Regions from separate parts of the Mus musculus genome. Here regions 1, 2, 3, 4, 5 and 6 are each linked to region 7. The links are chromatin contacts, called in public HiChIP or PLAC-seq and promoter capture Hi-C maps. All regions are on one chromosome and are shown on one strand. Each heading gives the region's core, a stretch centred on a gene start, on an enhancer-like site or on the middle of the called end of the contact. The rest is flanking DNA. Distances are from core to core; before and after follow the strand shown.

Evidence for each region. Promoter capture Hi-C pulls out the DNA fragments that hold promoters and counts their contacts. HiChIP or PLAC-seq counts read pairs in DNA pulled down with a chosen protein or histone mark.
Region 1: an HNF4G HiChIP or PLAC-seq map of pancreatic cancer cells shows a contact between it and region 7. The contact joins the promoter of Dgcr2 here to the promoter of Sdf2l1 in region 7. A contact is called at or near these places in 1 of 39 promoter capture datasets (neural stem cells) and 1 of 115 datasets of contacts at active chromatin or transcription factors (pancreatic cancer cells).
Region 2: a contact with region 7 is called in an H3K27ac HiChIP or PLAC-seq map of microglia, with 4 times the contacts expected there. The contact joins the promoter of Slc25a1 here to the promoter of Sdf2l1 in region 7. A contact is called at or near these places in 2 of 115 datasets of contacts at active chromatin or transcription factors (lineage negative bone marrow cells and microglia).
Region 3: a contact with region 7 is called in a FOXA1 HiChIP or PLAC-seq map of pancreatic cancer cells. The contact joins the promoter of Spidr here to the promoter of Sdf2l1 in region 7. A contact is called at or near these places in 1 of 39 promoter capture datasets (pre-B cells) and 1 of 115 datasets of contacts at active chromatin or transcription factors (pancreatic cancer cells).
Region 4: a promoter capture Hi-C map of pre-B cells shows a contact between it and region 7, with 3 times the contacts expected there. The contact joins the promoter of Med15 here to the promoter of Sdf2l1 in region 7. A contact is called at or near these places in 2 of 39 promoter capture datasets (liver and pre-B cells) and 1 of 115 datasets of contacts at active chromatin or transcription factors (large pre-B cells).
Region 5: an HNF4G HiChIP or PLAC-seq map of pancreatic cancer cells shows a contact between it and region 7. The contact joins the promoter of Klhl22 here to the promoter of Sdf2l1 in region 7. A contact is called at or near these places in 1 of 39 promoter capture datasets (pre-B cells), 1 of 115 datasets of contacts at active chromatin or transcription factors (pancreatic cancer cells) and 1 of 9 other capture datasets (adipose tissue).
Region 6: a contact with region 7 is called in an HNF4G HiChIP or PLAC-seq map of pancreatic cancer cells. The contact joins the enhancer-like site here to the promoter of Sdf2l1 in region 7. A contact is called at or near these places in 3 of 39 promoter capture datasets (cranial neural crest, liver and pre-B cells) and 2 of 115 datasets of contacts at active chromatin or transcription factors (embryonic stem cells and pancreatic cancer cells).

Annotation. Positions count from the first base shown.
Region 1 is chr16:17,890,458-17,893,835 of GRCm38.p6, forward strand. Dgcr2 (DiGeorge syndrome critical region gene 2) reads right to left here and starts at 1,271. Exons shown (of 10, transcript NM_010048.3): 1 at 929-1,271. The coding sequence starts at 1,007.
Region 2 is chr16:17,926,566-17,930,013 of GRCm38.p6, forward strand. It overlaps Slc25a1 (solute carrier family 25 (mitochondrial carrier, citrate transporter), member 1), which reads right to left and starts at 1,654. Exons shown (of 9, transcript NM_153150.2): 1 at 1,421-1,654; 2 at 980-1,087; 3 at 802-901; 4 at 589-727; 5 at 91-175. The coding sequence starts at 1,514.
Region 3 is chr16:16,145,179-16,148,621 of GRCm38.p6, forward strand. Spidr (scaffolding protein involved in DNA repair) reads right to left here and starts at 1,673. Exons shown (of 20, transcript NM_146068.4): 1 at 1,567-1,673. The coding sequence starts at 1,599.
Region 4 is chr16:17,721,116-17,724,491 of GRCm38.p6, forward strand. Med15 (mediator complex subunit 15) reads right to left here and starts at 1,832. Exons shown (of 18, transcript NM_033609.3): 1 at 1,641-1,832. The coding sequence starts at 1,708.
Region 5 is chr16:17,758,111-17,761,107 of GRCm38.p6, forward strand. It overlaps Klhl22 (kelch-like 22), which reads left to right and starts at 1,511. Exons shown (of 7, transcript NM_001359068.1): 1 at 1,511-1,584.
Region 6 is chr16:17,814,224-17,817,285 of GRCm38.p6, forward strand. It overlaps the pseudogene Zfp520-ps. Among named protein-coding and RNA genes, the nearest start is that of B830017H08Rik, 17 kb to the right of the region's middle. Within about 2 kb of position 1,283, at least 112 of the 459 cell types and tissues checked have an H3K27ac peak or open chromatin away from gene starts, as enhancers often do. A contact at or near this core is called in pancreatic cancer cells, where this site is marked.
Region 7 is chr16:17,130,836-17,134,106 of GRCm38.p6, forward strand. It overlaps Sdf2l1 (stromal cell-derived factor 2-like 1), which reads right to left and starts at 1,548. Exons shown (of 3, transcript NM_022324.3): 1 at 1,289-1,548; 2 at 762-958. The coding sequence starts at 1,475.

The DNA of each region.
Region 1 (3,378 bases), core at 21-2,520, 760 kb after region 7:
ATTGAAATATGTTGCAGGATGGGAGCTGAGATAGGACACTGCTGAGGGTGCACCCACCTGTTCTGACACCCAGTCATGATGTCACCCATAGAAGACTTGCCTGGGGCATTCCTTCATGGGAACCTTCCTCTGCTAAAAGCATTAAGAGCTCTACTTACCACCGCCCTAGTACAGAGGAGTCTCTGAAAGTTCACAGACAAGACATCCCTGCTGGGATCCCTAAAGGGACAGTGAGGCTGTACTGGTATTCCTGTGCCTGATGGATAAATTGACCTGGCTTTGTTGCGGAAGTAGGGTGCAGTGAAGGTTTTTTTTTGCAGGGGGGGGGGCACAGTTCAGAAGTATCTGAAATAAGCAGAAAAGGGACCTGAGGTTCCCCACCACACAAAACTCCAAGGGAGTATCAAAAGTAGTTAATCACACCACACAAAGCACTAAGTGCCAGGCACCGCTGAAAGGACTCTCCCCTGCACCTGGTACTCAGTTTACTCCCAGTACCTCCTTTGGGCAGGGCTGGACTTCTGTGATAAAGCGTTTCACTAAGTGGCAATGAGCAACCAGACATCGCTGTCCAGGGCTGAAACGCTGGCACTAGGCCACAATTGGGCGGACACTTGGGGCACCAGGTGCCTCCACAAGCTGCTTCCAAGACTTCCACTCAGCCAAGCAGAAGGGTGCGCCCGAGACGCAGCTCCTGGCCAGTGGGTCCCAGAGCACGCGGCGCTCGGTGGACCTGGGTCTAAAGGCAACATCCTCGAGGCTCCGAACCCTGGTACACTCCAATTTGTGCCAGGGCAGGGGACGCCCAGAGGCCCGCGGCCAGGCCTCGCCTGTGCCGGGCCGAGGAGCAGTAGCCCCCAGCAGCCGCGGGGGAACGGACGTCCGCAGCCCCACCCCCGACCGCGCCCCCACCCTCAGCACCGCGCACCTGGCCGCAGCGGCTCGGTGACAGTGAGAACCAGCAGGAAGAGCAGCAGGAAGGCACCGCTGTCTGCCTTGGGCACCATTTATCCTCCGTTCATCGTCCCCGGGGCAGCCGCGTGACCCCGCGGGGAGGCCGGACCTGGCCGAGAGGAGTGGGTGAAGGCCGGACTCCGACCTGGGGCTGAGGGGCGGCAGGCGAGGGATCCAGCTGGGCCGCGGCAAGAGAACGCCACCGACTCGCGCGCACTCTAGGCCGCAGGAGCGGGATGAGATTCCGGCTCGCGCAAGATGGCGGCCGTCCTGCTCCGGCCCGCGCCACCCCGCCTCCGGCCCGCACTAACCAATGAACGCCGAGCTGGGCGGGGGGTGGGGTGGCGGAGGGAGGTAGGACCCGAGCTCCAGACGCGGGGCGGGGCATGAGCACGAGAGGCCTAGGGAATGAGCGAGTGGGCGGGGCCAAGGGCGGGGCTAGCAGGAAATGAGGCGTGCCATTGGCTGAACCGAGAGGTGGGACGCAGCCTTGGCAGCGAGGTACCAAAAGGGGTCCCTAGTGCTGGTAGGGTCACAAGGACTGACAGTGCTGGCGCCAGGGTCTGGGGTGGGTAGGAGTGGGGAATCCGGGATTAGTGAATTGAGGAGGTATAGCTGGACCTGAACGATCTTTACTCCTGGAGGCCCAGGTCTGTCCCAGTGCCAACATATTCCCTAAAGTGGTCTTCTAAACGCCGAACGGCTGTGAAGAAAGTGAAGAGCTCTAGTGAAAATAAAGGACCAGCAGTCTCTGTGGATCAGGGAATGGCACAAAGAATATCAACAGAGGAGGAAATGGCTTAATGGATGTCAGAATCTAACAGAGAAGCCCAGAGTCTCTGGACCAGATCTGGGGAAGGAGCTGCCTATACAATGGAGAAAAAAAGCCCAGGCAGAGACAGGGCTAAAGCCTGGGAACAAGGCTCCACATGCTAAACTCACACCTGCCTTCATGAACAGCATGAACGTGGAAGGAGAGACAGCAAATGAAAAACCAATCTGTTCAGGGGAAGGAAGTGAAAAGTGGGGAAGGCCAGTCACCTCCAGCATATCTGACTCACTCTTATTGCCCCTCCACCAAAGTCCCAGGATTTCAACCTACGATAGATACATGGAGCCATGAGTGAAAGATGCTAACTTGTTATAGGTAGGTAAAGTCAAGGTCAAGTCGTCAGACATTCCAACTTTACCAGGTCTTGGCCCAAGATGTTGGACATAGGACTTGTCACAACAGATGGGGGGTTCCTTGCTGGCAGAAGCAAGGGTACCTGTCCAGTGCTGCTCTGGGCACTCAGATAGTTTTATGGCACATTCCCAGCACTGAGTACAAGATCCAGGCCTAGCCTTCTGCCCCCATACCCACCCCCACTGCAAATCTGCCCTGGGAGCTCAGCCAGAGCTCTGAGTTGGGCAGGTCCTTTGGAGGGAACTCAGCCAAGTGCAGTCTTCCTGCCAACTGTCCACCTGCAGAGCCGCCGTTAAGAGTCCAGGAAAGGTTTGGAAGAGAAAAGAGCAGGACAGGAAGTGAGAAGTCTGGCTGAGCGGTACAATGAAAGCACAGAGTTAACTCCTTAACCCACCACCACCACTACCACCACTGGGCCAGGAGATAAAGAACCTGAAGTCGGCCCAGGTCTGTCTCAGGGCCCAAAACACATTCAAAAGTGCTCTTTTAAAAGGTGAAGCCCCAGGCTGGTGAGATGGCTCAGCAGGTAAGAATACTAACTATTCTTCCAAAGGTCCTGAGTTCAAATCCCAGCAACCACATGGTGGCTCAAAACTACCTGCAATGAGTACATCTGAAGTCAGCTACAGTGTACTTATAATAATAAATAAATCTTTGGGCCGGAGTGAGCAGCAAGCAGAGGTCCTAAAATTTCAACTCCCAACAACCACATGAAGGCTCACAACCATCTGTACAGCTGCAGTGTACTCATATGCATAAAATAAATAGATAAATCTTTTAAAAAAAAAAGGTGAAGCCCCTTACCTCAGGCTGGAGCCAAGCACAAACGAGTTTGTTCACCTTCAGTATGCTCCAGTACACTGACAGACCTTCCAGGTTCTAAGTCCAAGCACCCCAGGCAATAGCCTCATTTCCCCCTGGGCATTACTCCTTTGTGACTTCACCCACTGAAGTCACCTTCTCAGTGACTTTAAGGGTTACCTGTGTAGACAGAATCAAGAGCTGAAGGGTAGGGTCTCATGAACGCTGGCTTCCTTACCACTGGCCTGTAGAGTCACTGCAGACTGGCGTTTTTTCCTCTAACAAAGGTTACTGTCAGGGTGGCCCTTTCTGTTCCCTACTCTACCATGTGAGTCAGGAGTCTGCTACTACCTTAGGGAACTGCATCACCTACAGAGTTCCCTATATTTTGCTCCAACCTTTCTAAAGCACCCCTTTATCAAGACTTCCTTCTACTA
Region 2 (3,448 bases), core at 404-2,903, 800 kb after region 7:
CTGGAGCCTTCCAGGCCCTGCCTGCAGTCAAGGGGGAGCCACTCAAGTAGATGCTGTCCCACTTAGCAGGTCTCCATTCTCCAGGCTTACCTTGTTCCCGAATAATCTCTCTAACCCCGTGGAAAAATCCTCGGTACTTGGGGTTGGAGGAAGTCTGGTCATGGATGAACTTCACCTAAAAGGAAGGAAGCAATGGCCCTGGTTCCTGGCCACATCTGCACTTTATCTGGCAGACCCAGACCTTACCAACGTTAGGCCAAAGCTGGGGACTCCCAGCTCTTCTGCAGGAAATCCCTAGGCTGTTCTTGAGTTCCATTACACATAGGCCCCAAGACCTCAGAGGGTTTCCCCAGCGTTACATTTGCTATTTCCTAGACTTTGAATAGTGAGTTATGCTTTGAAGACTTCGCTCATGCTTTTATTACGCATGAGCCGCCACAGGAGACCCTTTCTGCCACCATTTACCACGAACCTGGTGCATATGTGTGGGGACCCTTCCCACCTTGACAGCCTCCATGGGGGCACATGCCATTAAAACCTGGGAGCCCGAAGATACCCTGGCTACCCCTGAAAGGCTCAATCCCTCACCTTGATGGTCTCCATAGGGCACACGACTACCACTGCTTCTGCCACGCCGGCACCCAGACCGCACAATAGTCCTCTCCTGCTGTCGAGCCTACCTTGGGCATCCCGCATGTGGTTGCTGAGGAACTCGAACATCCCAAACCTAATGAAGAAGACATGTGAGGGGGCCCGCTGCGGCCACTCCCTCCGGGTCGTTTCAACAGAGCAGAGTCTCACCTGACAGCCGCCTTGGGGATGGAGCCGTAGAGCAAGGAGCTGAGGCCGCGGTACAGGCCCAGGACGCCATGGCTGCGGACAGTTTGCCGCACGCAGTCTCCTACGGGAGGCGCGGTCAAGACCCTAGCTCCTCTGCTCCGCAGTGTCCCCCTAGCCACCCCCGGGAGTCCCTCCTTACCGATGCCCCGGTACCGCGGTGGGTTCGCTCGTTCATCTAGCTGCAGCTGCGTCTTCACGTATTCGGTCGGGAAGGTGATGCAGATTTCGATGCCTCCAGCCAGGCCGCCTGTGGGGACCAAATGCCTGGGGCTAGGGACACCCTTGCCCGGTGGACCCAGCCGCTACCGCTGCCACCGCTGCCGCCGCCGCGCGGCCCCTCCCCCGCCCGGACTTTGCCCGCGTCGCTGCCAGCGTCCCGACGATGCCCACGCCCCCACCCGGTGGTCTCCGCCTGGAGTGCCCAAGAGACTCTGAGCGACAGCAGACGAGTGGACTTAGGGGTCCCGGGTCGCAACCCCGACACCTCCGCCCCTCCGGAAGTTGGGCGGGGCCTGGGCGTCCCCGGCCCACCCGGAAGCGCTGTCGGACAGGCTCTGAGTTGGGGTTCCGAGTGACCCACCTGCTAGGATTGCCTTCCCGGGGTGCGTCAGTTTGGGCTTCCCGGACCCCGGCGCGGCGGCCGACAGAGCGCGGGGCCCGCGAGGCGCAGCCATAGCGGGCAGGAGGAGAGGCGCCCGGCGTCGACCTCGGGTCCGAGCCTCCGGCGCGGGGTTCTCGGGAAGCAGCGGAGCCGGAGGCTACTGAGACCACGACCAATTCTGGTCCGGGAGGCGGGGTGGTCACGTCAGCTCCCGGGCTCCGCCCCGCGTGGCCTGAGCTGAGCCCCGCCCACGCCACGCCCCGTGCCAGCCGGGAAACTGAGGCTTGGGCGGGATGCACTGGGGCACGCGTCGGGGCGGAGAGCTGAGAGCAGCCAATGGCCGGTGCTGGATTCCGGGGAGACGGAGAACCCCGCCGGAGGCGTGGTCTCCGGACAGCAACGCTAAGCCAAGGCGGGTAGCAGTGGGTCAAGGTGCAGTTTAGAGACACGTGCGTCTGGAGCGCGCCTTGGGGTTAAGGTGGGCCTCGAGATCCTGGGGGCGATGTAGGGACACATCCACCCCGGTGCGTGAATTCAGTCTTCTGAATTATTGTAATAACAGAGCTTGGCCTTCGTGCACCCTCCCGGGCAGTGCGATGATCACTCTGCCCTTCCCGGATTCGTCCGGAAACAGAATTTTCCTAGGCAGGTTCCCCCGACAAATGCAGGTTTCCCTTCCTTTCAGTTTCTAGCGAATCTTTGAAGGGCCTATTAAGTTGGCCTTTGTCCCGCCTACCCACACAATCACCAGGCAGAGCTGCTTTGCTCTGATAAACATGTTTTAATATTTATGGTCGGCAGGAGGCTCAAAGTCTTGAGAAGTCTTTGTTGCCACACATATCCTCAAAGCCGCCTGGAGGGGGCAGCCCTAGCCGGCTTGGGGTGAAGCTCCCAGGAGTCTTTGCAGACCTTTGGAGGCCTAAGGGTCCACCTCCCTGCTGTCTGAAAGGAAGCAGTCGCTGGGGGTGGTCAGTGATCTCCCCCAGCTCTGGGTTGGCTCAGAAGCTATCACAGGGCTTTAGCTAAAACAGAGTGCCCAGATATTGTACCTCCCAGTTGGAGTCCTTTGTGATTCCTTTCCCAGAAAAGGTTAAATGGGTTGAGGGTTGGGTGTGGACACATTACCCAGTATAAACAAAAGCACTCAAAGGAGGCTCCTTGTAGGCAGGCGCTGTAGAGTATTAATAGGGTAAGCCTGTAGGATAGCAGAGGAGAGCCTATAGCTAGTCTGGCTTCTGCTGGTTTTTTTTGGGGGGGGGGTCGGGTTGGGGGATTGTGGGTTGTAGTACTTGTACTGAATGCCATTGTGTGGTCGAGGGGCAGAAGGAACAGGATCAATTCCACTCATCAGAGCCTAAGGCACTGGGCCAGCAGATGTCTGGAGGCAAGGAGTATGGGGATGGCAGTTGGGGGCCAGTGGGAGGTTGGCCAGGCTAGAGGTGCAGCTGGAACACCCCCCCCCCCACACACACACACAACTGGACTCTTAGCTCAGGTAACAACAGCTGGTGAAGGCCAGCTGGCATCCTGTCCTCCTCTCCCACCAGTGTTAGTACTCACTACACCCAGTATATTCAGGATACAACAGCCTCTGAGGGCTTGTTCCATGCAATCCTGGGTGGGCTTTCAATTCAACGCCCTTTCTAGCACACGTGAGAAGGAACTCTCCCAGAGCCTGGTGGGTCACAGCAGCAGTCCACAGCTGGGCATGGAGGTAAGAAAAATGCTGGCTGTGCTAGTGTTTCTAGACACATGACTGCCACACTTGGTCACAACTGGGATCCTTCCCACCTCTACCTACCCATCTGGCACCAGGGCCCAGTGCCATGGATGGCCTTTGTCCCTCTCTACTTCAGGGTGCCAACTGCCAAACACTAGCACACATTAGAGTAAAAGCACAGCCCTCATGTGCTCTCCACATGTCCCTCTTGTTGCTCAGTCTCTCTCAGGCCCTGGGTTTGTCTGTCAGCAAGAGATGAGAGCACATGGTCTGGAGCTCCAGCTAAC
Region 3 (3,443 bases), core at 423-2,922, 990 kb before region 7:
GTAACACAACTACTGAAAAGAAAAGCTATTGGAAACTAATAAAATGAAGAGGGCAGAAAGAAATAACAAAAACAACAGATTTCTAAGTTAGGAAAAATTGCTAGGGCCCTGATAAGCTAAACAAATGGTTTCATAACACACTGTAATTTCTTTATGCTGTAGTGACAGCTAAAAATCGCAGTCCAGGGCAAACTCTTAAAGTTGTGAAAAGGCGCCGGGCATGGTGGCGCATGCCTTTAATCCCAGCACTTGGGAGGCAGAGGCAGGCGGATTTTTGAGTTCTAGGCCAGCCTGGTCTACAAAGTGAGTTCCAGGTCAGCCAGGGCTATACAGAGAAACCCTGTCTCAAAAAACCAAAAAAAAAAAAAAAAAAAAAAAGAAGAAGAAGAAGAAGAAGAAGAAGAAAGAAAGAAAGAAAAGAAAAGAAAAGAAAAGAAAAGAAAAGAAAAGAAAAGAAAAGAAAAGAAAAGAAAAGAAAAGAAAAGAAAAGAAGCCGGGCGTGGTGGCGCACGCCTTTAATCCCAGAACTCGGGAGGCAGAGGCAGGAGGATTTCTGAGTTCAAGGCCAGCCTGGTCTACACAGAGAAACCTTGTCTCGAAAAAAAAAAAAAAAAAAAAGTTGTTGAGAATAGGCACAAAGTCAAAATTTGGAGCTGGGCAGTTAGGAGAAGTGAATGAGCAGCTATAAGAGTGAATCAGGACTTTAGGGACGCTTAAATAAATGTATACAGTTAGCAAGGGTATCGAGGGCTGCAAGAACTAATTTATGTTAGATGTAGAAATGTTTTAATTCCTTGATTTTTTCATCTTTTAGTCTTCCTGAAATTTAAATTAGTCTTTTAAATCATAAGTTATACGTGCTTTTACTCTCTAAATAAGTTACAAAGTTCACAGTGTCATCTTTCAAGGCTATCTGAGAAATAAGTACGAATGGTAGTGTTAAGGGAGTTTAGCATTTAGTGAAAGGAAGAGCAGGTGAGGGAATGAAGCACCGTTTGCTGTTCTAAATTTTGAGTATTATGAAATAATCATCTGTAAGTGAGGAACTTTGAAAAGGCAAAATATGATCCAAGAGAAACACAATGTCGGAGAAATGTAGAGGATCGCTTAAATTTCATCCATGTAACAGTTCCTACAACAGTGCCTACAGTATACAGGGACTGCGGGAGACACGGGAGAAGCACGCCTCTCAGAAAGTTTAGGCGGGAAAGCAAAGTGTAGCAAAAGATGCCTGGGACAGAAGAGATACTCCAATACCCACTACTGTCTTGGTGTGTTAAGCAACAAAATAAAACGGAGGCAAATGAACTGCCAGACGCCAGCTCACACTCACTCCGAATCAATTCGTCCTCCCTGTCAGCCACCCACCCGCTTGGTTCCCAGGACCATTCAGCAGACCTGGGCAGAGGCAGAGCGAGGGAACCCTGCCTAGACCGACCGCCACCAACGGGCTCGTGCCGGTCAGACTGGGCGCACCAGCTCCCTTCACCGGACCAGGGACAGGCACGAGAAGCCCACAGAGGTTACACGCCCGCCCTCTGCTTTCATAGCAACAGCACAGCGTACCTTGGACGTGCCGGGGCGGCGGGCTCCAGACATCTCCTACGTGCACAGTCTTCCTGCTCGCCGCCCCATCCGGAAGCCGCCCATCACGCGCCCCGCCCCCTTCCCTCTGGCGACGCCCCTTCCCGCGCCCCGCCCCCTTTCCTCCGGAGACGCCCCTTCCCGCGCCCCGCCCCTTGCGAAAGCCGTCGTCTCAAGTTCCACGGGCTCAAACTGAGGGAGCTGCTGTCTAGGCTCTTCCTCTCGCTCTTTAGGGAGCCTGAGAGCTGATCTACAGGTCATCCTCTCTCCTAGCTAAGCAAAGCCTTAGAGCAGTAACCAGTGATGTGTTAGAATAGCGGGTCACCAAGAAGCACACTAGGCCCAGGCAGTTCAACGTGAAGAGGTTTTATTGAGAGGGAGAGATAAGGGAGTGGCAGAGAGAGAAGAGAAGAGAGCGAGGAGGGGGTGTTCTCCTTATTTATATGGAAAATGATGTAACACAAGTAAGGGTGGGAGGTGAGCCAAGTGAGTTCTGGGATATGGTGGTCGTTGGCTTGGCAGCCGTAAACTAGAATTCAATAATTATTGTTAATTAGTAATAAAACATAAGTAAGCCAGGAAAAGGAATAGTACTTCTCTAACTAATGAGGAATTCTTAAATATAAAATTCATAAATATCAAGAGCAAAGATTTCCTATTTAAAAAAAAAAACTATAGGAACACTAGTTGGATTTGTTATAAAGTAGGTTTCACATACTATAGATCTGGGAAAAGCCAGAGAGCTTACATTCTTAAATTTCTAGATGCTGGTTCAGGGAACATTTTAATGTGGAAGATGAAGCCGTTCCTTGGATGTTTTAAAGCGCTAGGACATAGTTGTCTATGTATGTTCAAACCAGCAGGACAGAGAGCTGCTACTTGAGTGGAAACTGGATTAACAGGGTTTCTAGTGTCGAAAAAAACACTAAATAAGTCCTTGTCAAGAATGTGTTTGCATGGGACTTAAGTAGAAACTAGATTAGCGGAGGCATATTCTATAAAGATATATATTGAAGAAAATATTAAATAAACTATATTGTTGAAAACTTGGAGTGGACAATGGAAAGGATTCTCAGAAAGTTGTATTTACAGATGTGTACAGAAGAGGAGCTTAGAGCCTGGGTGGTGACTTTATTCTCTAACTGAAAGATAGGCAGAGTGGGAAACAAGGCCCTTAATGAATTAAAAATACTACTGCAAGTGGAGCAGTTTTTGATATGCCATTCTGCAAAGGGGGACTACAGCATAGGAGAAAAAAGGACAAAATGACTGGCTTACTGACGTAACACAAGACAGTGGGGTTTTCTGTCTGCTTTGGGTTTCTGTTTGTTTCTTCCACTGGTTAGCTTGTTTGTTTGTGTTTGTTGAGACAGGGTCTCTCACTACTTAGCCCTGACTATCCTAGAACTTACAGTGTAGACCAGGCTAGCCTCAACTCAGAGATTTTCCTGTCTCTGCCTCCTGAGTGCTGAGATTACTGCTGTGCACTACCGCACATGGCAAAATAATATTTGTTTTGTTGTTGTTTGTTTGTTTTTAAAGTCCGAGTTGCAAAAAAAAAAAAAAATCCTGCCCTTCTTTTCCCATGGGCTGATATTTTAGAGAATTACAATTTTCCCAAATTCCCAAAAGTAGTGAATTCAAGGCTGTCTTAGGCTACGTGAAAGGAAACACCAAGTTTAGTTTTCTCTTGGAATAGTTTTCTTAGTCTTTCTAGAATATGTGGTTTTGCTATTGGTTTGTAGTCCTTCTGCAGCACTAATACAATGCTAGCTTGTCACTTCCTCTTATAACTCTCACCTTCCCTGAATATTTCTATCCAAACTTTTATAGATATAGATGTGAGGTCTACTGGAGTG
Region 4 (3,376 bases), core at 582-3,081, 590 kb after region 7:
TCATCAGATATACATGGTTCACTTATATACAGGCAAGCAAAACACTCATATAAATAAATTAAATCTAAAACAATTAAGAAACAAAACACTTGTTTGCTGAACTGTCTGCAAAACCGTGCAAGGGTTATTGTGCGGCGGTACCAAGCCACTGACACAGTACCCACTCCCTCCACTGTACTGATGCTTCCCCGATTTAGTCCATTGCTTCACTCCACCCCACCCCACCCCACCCCCTCCATCCAGTTAGTCACCAATTGTCCACATATTCATTCCTCTTTCTCTGGAATCTGTCTTCCTCTTTCAAGTTCAGCACTTAATACTGGTCTTTATGATCTCTGCCAACCAAGTCTTCTACAATCAACTCATGAGACCATATGATCTAAATGAAAAAAAGACAGAACCCCCACCAACCCTTCCAAAGGAAAAAAACTCCCCAAATTGCCTATTTGGCCTCTCTTGGGTCCCTAATTCATCTCCAGGGACTCAGGGGCCTTCCCAACACTAATGCTGCACCACCTCAAGGCAGACCACGTGTAAAACACTGGAGGAAGGGCCGGGCAGTGATCCCAGCGCTTGGGAGGTAGAAGTAGGCAGATTTCTGAGTTCCAGGACAGCCAGGACTACACAGAGAAACCCTGTCTCGAAAAACTAAAAAACAAACAAACAAACAAACAAAAAACCACGGGTACAAGTTGTTTGCCCAAAACACCCAACACTAACCATGCCAGCATCTGCTCATCCTCATGATGTATCCTTGACTACTTTGCTTCAAAGACCCAGAACTCTCCACCTACAGCCGTCCATCCTGATGCTTTCACAATCATCTGCTGGGAATGGTGGCCTGTCACCCTCCTACTTTTCTCTCTAGAGCTCAATCTGTCACCTACTCGAGGCTGCTCCAGTCTACTCAACTGACACTTTAGCACCCACAAAAATGACTGAGCATTGGCACGACTGTACTGTTTCTTTACAGACAGACAGTACCAACCCTCAGGGGAAAAGCTGTGCCACAGGCAATTTTCTGAACACTTTAGGAAACTCAGTAAAATGGCTAAGTGCAACAAGCACTCTGCAGTGCTCCGTGGGCAGAGGGCATCCCTGCCCTTCACTCCCGAAGTTCCCACAGCTATTTCCTGCTACCCTTTGGCCAAGTTGACACACCTTGTGGAAGAAACCGGAGCACTCTTCTATTCCACTGCCTACAACCCAAACACATCAATCTTCCAATTTACCTTCCTTCCAGCCTCCTCCAACTCATTGATGTGGTTTTCGTTTTATTTATTTATTTTATAAAAGAAGCCACGCGGCACCCGTGTAAAATCTCTGGCTGCCTCATTCTCTTTCTATATTCGGTGCGAATCGAAGCAAAGGAAAATCTGCACACAAATGACGAGGCGGCTCAGGACGATGACTCACTAGCCAGGGCACTAGCTGGGTTTGCAGAGTTCCTCCCCAGAAAAACTAGCCAGCAGTCCCTGTCTGCCGAGAAAGGCCAGAGAGACTCCAGGAGGACCCTTGTACGTCCCCGGCACCCAGCGGACACCGCAGCTTCTGACCAGGGTCAAGAGCGGGTCTAGCCCGGCCTCACCCTCCCCGCCCGGAAGGTCCGACCACCGGTCCTTGCCCCAGGCCACACTCACATTTGGCTGACCAGCTTCTGCCGAAAGGCGGCGCTACGCCAGTCGGTCTCCTGCCCCGAAACGTCCATGCCCGGAGCCCCTACTCTTGTAGCCCGAGTCCCTACCGGCCACCCCCGGCGCCGCCGCCTCTACCACAGCGACAGGCCCGAACCCGGAAGCCGAGCGATCCCGCTACTGGGCCACGCCGGAAGTACAGGAAGAATTGTGGGAAATGAAGTCTTGCTTTTGTATACGCATGCGCGCCACAGAAAGAGAGAGGAAGAGAGGAAGGGGAGAGGGGGAGAGGGGAAGAGGGAGAAGGGGAGAGGGGGAGAGGGGGAGAGGGGGAGAGGGAGACACAGAGGGAGAGACAGAGATACAGAGGCGGAAACACAGACAGAGGCAGAAACAGAGAGAAAGACAGAAAAAAGAGACAGAAAGACAGACACAGAGACAGATACAGAGACAGAGAGAGACACACATGCGGACACATAGACACACACACACCACACACAGACACACATACAGAGTCTATGTATATTTTGTTGCCAGTGTTGGGATAATTGCTAATGTATAACATATTTTTGGTATTTTAAATAAATTTGGTATTTAAATATTGAGATTTTAATTTCTAACATATGTTAAGTGTACATAAGTATATGTACATTCTACAGTCATCAAAATAAAGCTAGTATTTCACCAACAAGCAATGTTAGGTTTAGGATCTCTGCTCATTGAATCATTAAGCTCCATATTTAAAAGGAAAGCAAAAGCATTATTTCTGTTAATGTTTTCTCTGTGGTTCATATTCCTTGCTTCTTAGTGGTGCATCCCTTAATACAGGACATTTTGGTCTAAGTGGATAATTGTTGCTGGGCTTATGTGTCTCGAGTTCACCTTTCAATGTTTATATGATTTAAGTTTAGAGTAGAGATTACAAGGTAACTAACCAATTTTGTAAGTCTTCATTTTTTCCAACAATATGTAAGGCCTCATTTTAGAACTTTGTTTGTCCCAGCACTTGGGAGGCAGAGGCAGGCAGATCTCTGTTGAATTCAAGGCAGCCTGGTTTACATACTGAGTTCCAGGACAACCAGGGCCTATGTAGAGACACATTGTCTCAAACAAACAAAAACAAACAACACCCAAAATGAACCCCAAAATAAATAAATAAATAGACAAATAAAGAAATAAATAAAATACATGTGTTTATTATTATAGAAGAAAGCACCCTTTAAAAAAAAAAACTTTTGGCCTTTGGAAAAGTCTTAAACACAAATGAATTAAAAACTGAGTGTCAGGGCTGGAGAGATGGCTCAGAGGTTAAGAGCACTGACTGTTCTTCCAGAGGTCCTGTGTTCAATTCCCAGCAACCACATGGTGGCTCACATCCAATGTACTGTTTTGGTGTGCCAGAATATCTGAAGACAGCTACAGTATATACATGAAATAAATAAATAAATAAATCTAAAAAAAAAAAAAAACCCCTGAGTGTGGGGGCTGGAGAGATGGCTCAGCCATTAAGAGCATTGATCTATTGCTCTCTTCTGGTGTGTCTGAAGACAGTTACAATATACTCATATACATAAAATAAGTAAGTCTTTAAAAAACTGAGTATGGGGGTTGGGGATTTAGCTCAGTGGTAAAGTGCTTGCCTAGCAAGCCCAAGGCCCTGGGTTCGGTCCTCAGCTCCGGAAAAAAGAAAAAAAAAAAAAAAAAAAAAAAAAAAAAAAAAAAAAACTGAGTATGACAAAACT
Region 5 (2,997 bases), core at 261-2,760, 630 kb after region 7:
ATTATTTCTCTGACAGGGAGGGACCAAGTGTATTTGGTCAGTTTCAAGGACTTCCTGAAACTATTTTGAATTTTTTAACCTTCCTGCTTAAGGAGTTTTTCTGAAGAATAGAATGCTCCAATCTTGGGGAAAACTGTTATACAAGGAGAAAACGAATCTTCCTTTCAAATCCAGAGACCAAAGTGGGCTTAGGTCTTTAGAATGGGAAGAGCTTCATACTATATAAACTAGGTTTGGGGCATAGACTTTGAGATTTCTTCCTATTCTGCTATTCTGTATCTCTAGAACTTTCTAGTGGGTGACCTGTTTCAGTTGTGTTTTCCGATAGTCAGAAGTGACAAGGGAGTGTTGTCTTCTACTTTTTGTTGGATCTCATATATTTGCTGATGGTATCTCTTGCTAGAATACTTTTATCATGGTCTAAAAGTCTCCAGCAACACAGGTGGAGTCATTTGGTCCAGGGAGCCCTGACAGGTAGAAGTTCACGTGCATTGGGTGCCTCCTTTTCTAGAGGCTGGGTCTTTTCATCTGGATCTATAGCTAGGCCTCCGGGCAGCAATTAGGGTTCCCCTAAAACAGCCTTTCTTTTATTCATTTTCTTCTTCCTTTTTTTCTCCCCCTTTTCATGAGGAGGCTTCCTTGGCGACATCTTTTCTCTTACATTCTCCACCATATTGAAACTACAATTTCCCCCCATCTATCTGTAAGAAGGCCCTACAGCTCCACTCTTGGATTCTGCTATAGGTATGCGCCCCTCAGAGTGTGGTCCTCCTCGAGGTGAAGCAGAGAAAAGTGGGTGTCCCCAGGACAGCTAGGGGCAGGTGAGTTTTGGGACTGGGAACCAGATTTACTCTGGAGTCTCAGAAAAGAGGAAAATCAACACTTGTCCGTACATAAAGCCTTTGCTTGTTTTCACTCTCCACAGCAAGCACCGGACGAGGAGCCTTCCAAAGTCTAAAGTACAATGACAGAAGAAACCAGGGAGCGACAAGGAGGAAATAAGAGGCAGAAGGAAGACCTCAGACAATAAATAGGGCTGTGAGGGAAAGGAAAACAGAAAGAGATAGAGAGGGTGGGAGCGACCTAGAGAGGAAGCAAGGAAGAAGCAAGAAGGAGGGGACAAGTGAGACGATGAGTGAAGTAATAGACGCACGATGAAGAGGGAAGGAAGTAATGCAGGAGAAACGAAGAAATGACTGGGGGAGGAAACGGGAAAGTGAGGGAAGGAAGGAGTCGATGAGGGAGATGGTGAGTGAAAGGGTGTGAAGAGACAAGCCAGTGAAGAAGCTATGAGTGAGAGAATGAGTGAGGGTTAGAATGAGGCCAGGAGAAAGGGAAAGAAGGAGGGCCTAGGTTTGCACCTTCAATAGGCACCTCGAGGGTGGAGCTTCCGGACAGCGGATCCTTCGGAAGAGCAGCCGGGGTCTGACCCTTCAGCCTCTTCCCGCCCCGCCCAACAGCGACCCCCCCTAGAGTCCCCTTGCGCCTGCGCGGCATCCCACGTGACGGAGAGGCTCCGCCCCCACCTCCAGCCTCCCGCCTCCCGCCTGCTGCGAGAGCGGCCTCAGCTTGCGGCAGCACCAGGTCAGCTGCGAGGCATGTACCGTGCGGGCCCGGCAGGCCTTCTTCGCCGAGCTTGTGCTGCACGCGGGGATGGGAGAGGGAGCGGGGATGGCGGAGGGCGCGGAGATCTGGGCCAAGTACCGCGGGCGCCTGGGGCGGGCACGGGCGACTGCCTGACGTGGCGGGGGCTTGGCCGGGCGACCCCCGGGCGTCCGGCGCGGGCCTGGCGCTGTGGCGCGGGCCCGCCGAGGCCTGCGCGTGGCTGAAGCGGACCGTGGCCCTCGCAGCCCGGTTGGTCAGGTTCTGTCGCCAGCCGTGGGTCCGAGTGTGGCCTCTGGCCTGTCCCCGTCCCTCGAAGCTATTCGAGCAGGGATTGCAACAGGCAGCGGGCGGGCCTGGCTGCCTCTCCCGGCGTGACCTCAAGCTCATCAGCCGCGGCTGCGGTTGTTGAGAGAAGCCGGAGAGCAAGCGCTGTCAGTGCAAAATCCCCGGATTGTACTAGTTTAGATCCTGTACAGGCCGAACGAACGGACCTGTCCGGGCGCAACGGGGCCACCTTCTGCCCGCGGCTGCTTCCTAGGGTAAGGCCTGATCTCCGAGATGCTCCTCGTCCGTGCTCTGGGAAAGAAGCCATAGAGCACGTCAACACCTCTTGGATGCTCCCTCCCACCCCCGTGGTAATAAGGACCCGCTCCCTCTTCTGCTCTTCCCAAGCTGCTGTTTTTCCTTTTGTTGCACACCTTACGTTGTGGTTCAGATGCGTTGAGGACAGATACGGAATGGGAGCCCCCACAGAAGGTTGAGGATGCCTTTCCAGTAAATGATTCCTTGAAGATTCCTCTAAAATTTGTTTCAGTGCACAGCTGTTTGTAGTAGCAAACAATGGTAGGGAACCTAGTTTATATGTGTGAGAGGGGCATGAAGTTATAAGCAGAAGCTAAAGGAATGTGTAGAGGAATATCTTAGATCTGCAGTCACCGTAGTCTCCTTAATGTTTTGTCGTTTAAAAAAAAAGAGTGAAGCCAGGTGTGGTGGTCCCTGCCTTTAATCCCAGCACTCTGGAGGTAGAGTTCTGTGAGTTTGAGGCCAGGCTGATCACCAAAGAGTTCCGTGACAGCGAAGGCTGTTAGAAACAAGTGGTCTGTATGTGCACCTGGGTGAAGGTGCTCTAGAGACCAGCAGAGGGCGCCTCCACCCGATGTCAGCGCTGGGAGCTCCAGTTCCGGGCAGGAATAGTTTTGCATTAAGTGCACTGAGCACTCTAACCCCACCTCTTCCTTATAGGCAACTTTGTGATCTTTTTGTATCAGCACTCCGGAGTGGTGGAGTTACAGATCTGTTACCATCCTGTCTGGCTATACCAGAGATTCTGGATGTTGTTGCATTCTTGATTGTACTGAATTTCTTTTCTTGAGCTTTTCTTGTGCTCTGCCT
Region 6 (3,062 bases), core at 33-2,532, 680 kb after region 7:
GGTTTATCCAGTCCTAGGGGATCTAATCTACTTTTCTGGCCTCTGTGGGTACCAGGCACCCAGGCAATGCACTAGCATACATGTAGGCAAAGCACCTAAATAACAATTAAAAATTCACTGGGAAATGTCAGGGTCTCACTAGTTCAGCTAGACTGGCTGGCTGGAGAGCTTCAAGAGCCTGCTGGTTCCTGTTCTGCTCAGAGGTGGGCGTACACCTGTCCACTACACCTGGCTTTCACACAGGTTATGGAGGTGCACACTCAGGCCTTCACACTTGCATGGCAAAAAGCAGTTTACCCACTTACACATCTGCACAGCCCTTATTTTCTTTTAAAAGAAAATGCCAGCTGGGAGGAGGTGATGCACACCTTTCATTCCAGCACTTGGTAGGCCAAGGCCAGTCTGATCTGTGGGAAGAGTTCCAGGACAACCGGGGCTACACGGAGAAACTCTATTTCATAAATAAATAAATAAATAAATAAGACAATTTTTAAAAAGAAAGGAAGGAAGGAAGAGAGAGGAGAGAGAGAGAGAGAGAGAGAGAGAGAGAGAGAGAGAGAGAGAGAGAGAAGGAAAAATGCCTGTGTCTAGCTGCAAAAACTCTCATGGCTCTGGCCCCACTAAGCATGTTGGTAGGATGACTTCTTCCCTAGCCATGACCATATCTAGTAGGAGGGAATGGCTTGTGAGAGACTACTTTAAGGTCAAGCCAGGCTTTTTCACCTGGAGGGACAGTCGTCTGGCTCTGAGAATCTAGAGCTGATGACTTGGGAGAGTGGGGAAGTAACCGGCGAGTGTCACCCTGATTGACAGATTTGTTCTCCAGGGGTCAGTTGTATCACACACAGCTTTGCTATGCTCAAAGCATTTATGGGGTCCATGCCACTCGCCTTGGTATTCCCTGCATCCAGCAGGCTGCCAGGCATGGAGCTCAGCAAGCCCCTATTGAACTCCTCACAGTGCAACCTCTGGCGCTCCAAGTGTGAGTTCCAGCAGAAATCCTTCCCGCCCTGGAAAGCCTTCTCTCCCGGGGTGAACCTTCCTGTGTGTGGTAAGACAGTGGTTCTGGGTGAAGGTCTTGCCGCACTTGTGGCATTTGTAGGGCTTCTCGCCAGTTTGGCTGCACCATGAGGTAGGAGTACAAGCTGAAGGCCTTAACGCACTCGAAGCACCGGAACGACTTCTCCCCGCTGTGGGTGCGCTGGTGCACCCCATGTCCCAGGGGCAGCAGAGCCGCACTCGCAGTACTTGAAGGGCATGTCGCCGTGTGCGCCCTCTGGTGGAGGGCGAGGCCCGCGCGCCTGTGGGAGGCCTTGGCGCAGTCCCAGCACTTGAGTGGCTTGTGGCCACGGTGGATCTCCTCGTGCACGGTGAGCGAAGAGTGGCAGGCGAAGGCCTTGCCACAGCCGCACCTGCAGGGCCTCTCACCCGTGTGGCCGTAGAGGTGGCGGGTGAGGTGCGTGCGCTGGTTGAAGGCCTTGGCGCACTCGGCGGCGCATGCGTAGGGTCTCACCCCGATGCGCGCTGGGCGGTGCGTGCTGAACAGCGAGCTGCCCCTGGAGGCCTTCTCGCGGGCACCGCGCTTGTAGGGCCGATCGCCCGCGTGCACCGCGGGTGCGCGTTGGGGCATGAGTAGCAGCGTGGCTGCGCTGGTGCTCCACGAGGTCGGCGCTCCAGAGGCCTTGCTGCACTCGTGGCATCTGAAGGCCATTGCGCAAGTGCAGCGAAAGGGCCGGGAGCTTTGCAGGAATACCTTCCCGCACTGGCTGACTTGCTCTCCGCAGCGTCAGTGCCCACCCACCTCATGCTGTCTGTGCTCTCGTGTAGATTGCCTGGGCTCTTCTGACGGTTGCTGTGCTCTTTGGTGGTTCTGAGGCAGTCCCTTTGTGGACTGGATGTCCTTGCTGCATCTGGCAGATGAGTGTTCAGTGAGAGTGCCTTGATCAAAGGAGAGGGGGCACCCTAGAGGGACAGCCTCCTCAGTCCCACTGTGGCTGCCAAGGCTCTCCTTTATGAGGTCGCTCCCACTAGCAATAGGAGCTGGCTTCCACAGCGCAGCCTCGCTCCCCAGTGCAGTGTCATTCTGCAGCTCCCAGGCCAGGATACTACCTGGGCTGCCTCCCATCTGACCTGCCTGAGAATCAAAGCCTGATATAGCCCTGTATTGTAAATGTCCTCCAATTATCTCAGGCTCCACCTTCCAATCTCTAAGAGATTGAAGCAGAGTTTTCTGTACGGAGCAGAAGCATGGCCCTGGAGCTCAGACTGGGTTGCTGGACTGGAGTTGCAAATAAACCAGAAAATTAAATAGAAAACCAAAAGCACCCGGAAGTCCAGAGGCACAAAAGCAGAGTGCCCAAGTGAACCGCCAAAGGAACTCTTCCAGCTGAAGACCCAGCCAGGCTTCTAATCAATCCCCGAGGGCTGAGATCAGGATCAGGTCTCGGGATCAGGAGCTGATTCAGTCCCAGATACATCCACCCACAGATTGCACTGGCATAAACTCAAGTCTAAAAATGTGAGCCAGCAGTTCTGTGGTGCCTCAGGGGAAAGAGGACTGCCTCCTCTCACTCTTTAGTACTCCGTCCCAACAGCTGGCGCTGCTTGAACACATCAGAAACGTAGCAGCAGACCTCTTGATGGGTTTGCCTCCTAGGATGTCCTCTGTGGAGCTATCCTGTGAGGTAGTGCGTGTGCACAAGGGCTGCCCCAACCTCACTTTCCTTGCTCACCTCTGACCTCGGCAGTGTGCTATATCTGACTACTCAGGAACAACTCCACTGTTGCCTCTGACCGGGGAGATTCTCACCTTACTCTGCAGGAGTTTAGTTTGAGATAGAACAGTGCTTCTCAAAAAGATACAAGAAGTAGGCCTGGCATGGTGGCTCACATCTTTAATCCCACTGCTCAGGATGCAGAGGCTGTTGAATCTCTGTGAGTTCGAGGCCAGCCTGTCTACATAGTGAGCATAGGACAGCCAGGGCTGTGTAGAGAGACCCCTGTTTCAAAAAACAAAAATAAAACAATCATACAAGAAGTTGCATTTTCTCTTGGAGGAGACC
Region 7 (3,271 bases), core at 298-2,797:
CCTGAGCTGCATGTCTGGCCGTCATATTTGCACCTAGTATCCTGGGGCCTCTGCTCCTTTTCCTGACCTTCAGCATTCACAGCTATGAAAATGGAAGCCAAGAGTCCTGCCCTAGCTAGGCTCAGCGGCACACGCCTTTAAGCGTAGCACTCAGAAGGTATAGGCAGGCAGATCTCTGGGGGGTTTAAGGCCAGCCTGGTCTACATAGTGTGTTCTAGGACAGCCAGGGCTACATAGAGAAATCTGGTCTCAAAATAGACTCTCACCCCATTCTTCAGGTGCATAGAGCCTCTTGTATCAGACTGTGTAGTGCCAACTGGCCTTACCCCCAAATTCCCCTCCAACATTTTCCCCCTGAAACTCTCCAAAGCACTGTCAGATTCTCCCTGCGTCCCTCCCAGACCAGCTGCAATGAACACTGTACTTTAGTAGGAACTCTTTCGCAGAGGGGAAGGAGTAGGAAGAAGCTCCCACTTCTCTTTAAGACCCAGCCCTGAGTTTCTCCTTCCTGCAGTTTCCTATTATCTGCGCTGTGGGTCCACCTCTGTGTCCAAATACGAACTAATCTCTCACTTCTAACTCGGTGGAGAAAGTTACTGGGGACAGGACCCAGAGCAGGAGCTCCATAAACTTCTGAATAGAAACTCCCAATTCACAGTAGCTGACACTGAGTCCCCTCTTGGGCCCCTCCCCTACATCCCTCCCTCTGTCTTTGGGTCCCTGCCCCACGCAGCCTCTGTGGGTTTCGGAACGGGGCTTGCCTGGTTGTTGGATAGCGGCGACGGGAAGTGGTGCGTGTGCAGGTTCTTGCCGGTGAGCACGTGCGTGAGCCGCACTGCTTGCCCACAGCGCACTGGGAGTCCGCGCGGGCACCCACCCTCGGAGCCGCCGCGAATCCGCCAGTAACTATTGGCATCGTCGGACTCCTCCACGCCGGTTACCGACTGTTGGCCGCTGCCTGAAGAGTAACAGCCCACCCCACCCCGTGGATTCTTGTTAATCACAGACCTCCGGACCCTCGTCTTGAACACTAAAAAGTTTCCCTCACAGCCCCTACCACTCTAGGATCCAAAGAGCTCACCCCAGCCCAGGCCAGACCCTAAGTACCGGTGGACATCGCCCTCCCCCTTCCCGCGCATCCTCGATCCCTCAGGCTTGTCAGTCACGACCCACAAGCGAGTCTAGACTCGCAACCACCCAGCTCCCTGACAACCCACAGACCCCGCTAGGACCACCTAGTCTCTAAGCCCTCCGCCCCCTGGCGGTCCCAGTCACCACCCCTGCGCACCAGATCCGTATTTGATGTCGTGTGAGTGCAGCCGCACTTTGTGGTGGGTGTTGAGCAGCTTCAGCACTGACCCGCAGGTCACTAGCCCGGCGCTGGCCTTGGACGCGCCCCCACTCCGCACTGAGAGCGCCAGCAGCAGCCCCAGCAGCGTTGGCCCCGCTACCCTGCCCCGGCTCGCGCCCCACATCCCGCCAGCCGGCCAGGTTCCAGCTGCTCTAGACCTCTGCGCTTCCGTCCTCAACAGCGGCCAATCCAGCTCTGACAGCGCCCTCCCACGGCAGCCAATCGTCTGCGCGCGCGCGTTCCTCCTGCACTGCTATTGGACCGTGTGCAGCGGCCCCACCCCCAGCTTCCAAGGAGGTAGCTGGAAAGGGGTTGGAGACACCAGGAGGATTTTAACTGGTCCACGCTTCCGAGGACCCGCCAATAAAGCAGTGGCTGCGGCGAGCGTCCCCGGAGAGGCCACGGAAAGCCGCACACCCGGGTTGGTTGCTTCTAGTCACTTGGCTCCCGGTTAGAGATCCTCGGGTGTAGTAGGTATAGGAACCCCTTTGACCCTGGACCCCCTAAACTTTAGTCTCGTGTCCCTCCACTCAGACCCCGGGATAAAGCTACAGGTTCTTATGTTAATTACGAGATTTTGTGGTCTCAAAGTGGGCAGATAACAAAGTTATTGAAATCTCCTGGCCCCAGGAGTTAATCAAACTGAATCACATCAGTTTCTGGACCCCATGGTTTTTTAATTCTCTTAGTCATGCAGCTACTTGAGTCATTTGGTGGCAGAATCCTAAGGTTGCTGGATGACAAAGCTGTGAGCCCTCTCTCTCTCTCTCTCTCACACACACACACACACACACACTCACACAGTGCTGGCGCGCGCGCTCACGTACACACATTCACTCTATCCATCCATCCATCTGTTGAGTATTCACAAAGGAACTGCCCCTCCAGGCTACATTACTAAGAAGCTGATGAAGCATGTACTTAGGGCACTAGCTAGATACGCAGTAAAGTTTATGTTTGCATTAAAGTTTATGTTTCCGTCTGCAGATGTAGCTCAGTTGAGTGAGTCCAGCAAGCGCAAAACCCTGGATTTGATCCTTAGCAAATCAACCCTCAAGTAGTGGAGGCAGGAAGTTCAAGAATAAGTCTGAGGTCATCCGCCTAGAGAGGATGACAGGCAGACAACATGTTTCTAAGTAAGCTGTGTCAGAATAGTTAGAATCAAAATAGAGTCATTTGTCAGGCCTTTAACCCTAACACACACATGAATATGAGGCTGAGAAGGAGGGGATCTCGTGCATGAATGTCTAACAAGAATAATTTACAAAAGGCTCAGCCAGAACTGCCTTTCACAAAGGACCACAGCCTCACACAAAATATCTCTGCTTACACTCCAGAGCCAAAATGGGGGAACCAAAAATTCTTTTAACTTTTATGGGGCCTCACCTCATGACATTTTATATTTGTTTCCGTCTCTCTCTCTCTCTCTCTCTCTCTCTCTCACAGAAACTTTTTAAAACAGTTTTTTTTTTTTTATGTATATGAGTTGTAGCTGTCTTCAGACACACTAGAAGAGGGCATTGGATCCCATTACAGATGGTTGTGAGCCACCATGTAGTTGCTGGGAACTGAACTCAGGAACTCTGGAAGACAGTGCTCTTAACCAGTGAGCCATCTCTCCAGCCCTTGAAGTGGAGACTTAAGGACTCTATGTGTCAGTTGCATTGGGTTGATGTTTTGTTGGAGCAAACATGTGAAGGAACGTTTTGCTGAAGTGGACATAGATGAAAAGCTAAGACAGACTCATGAAGGAACATTCAGATAAAAGGATGTTTTGCTTAAACAAACACATGAAAGGACATATGATAATGGATTCTCTGCTAATGACACACATATATTGGTCCATCTTACATTTCGTAGTTGAGCTCCATTTGTCAGGACTCCATAGAGAAAAGTGCACCAAAAAACTTCTGGTGGTGG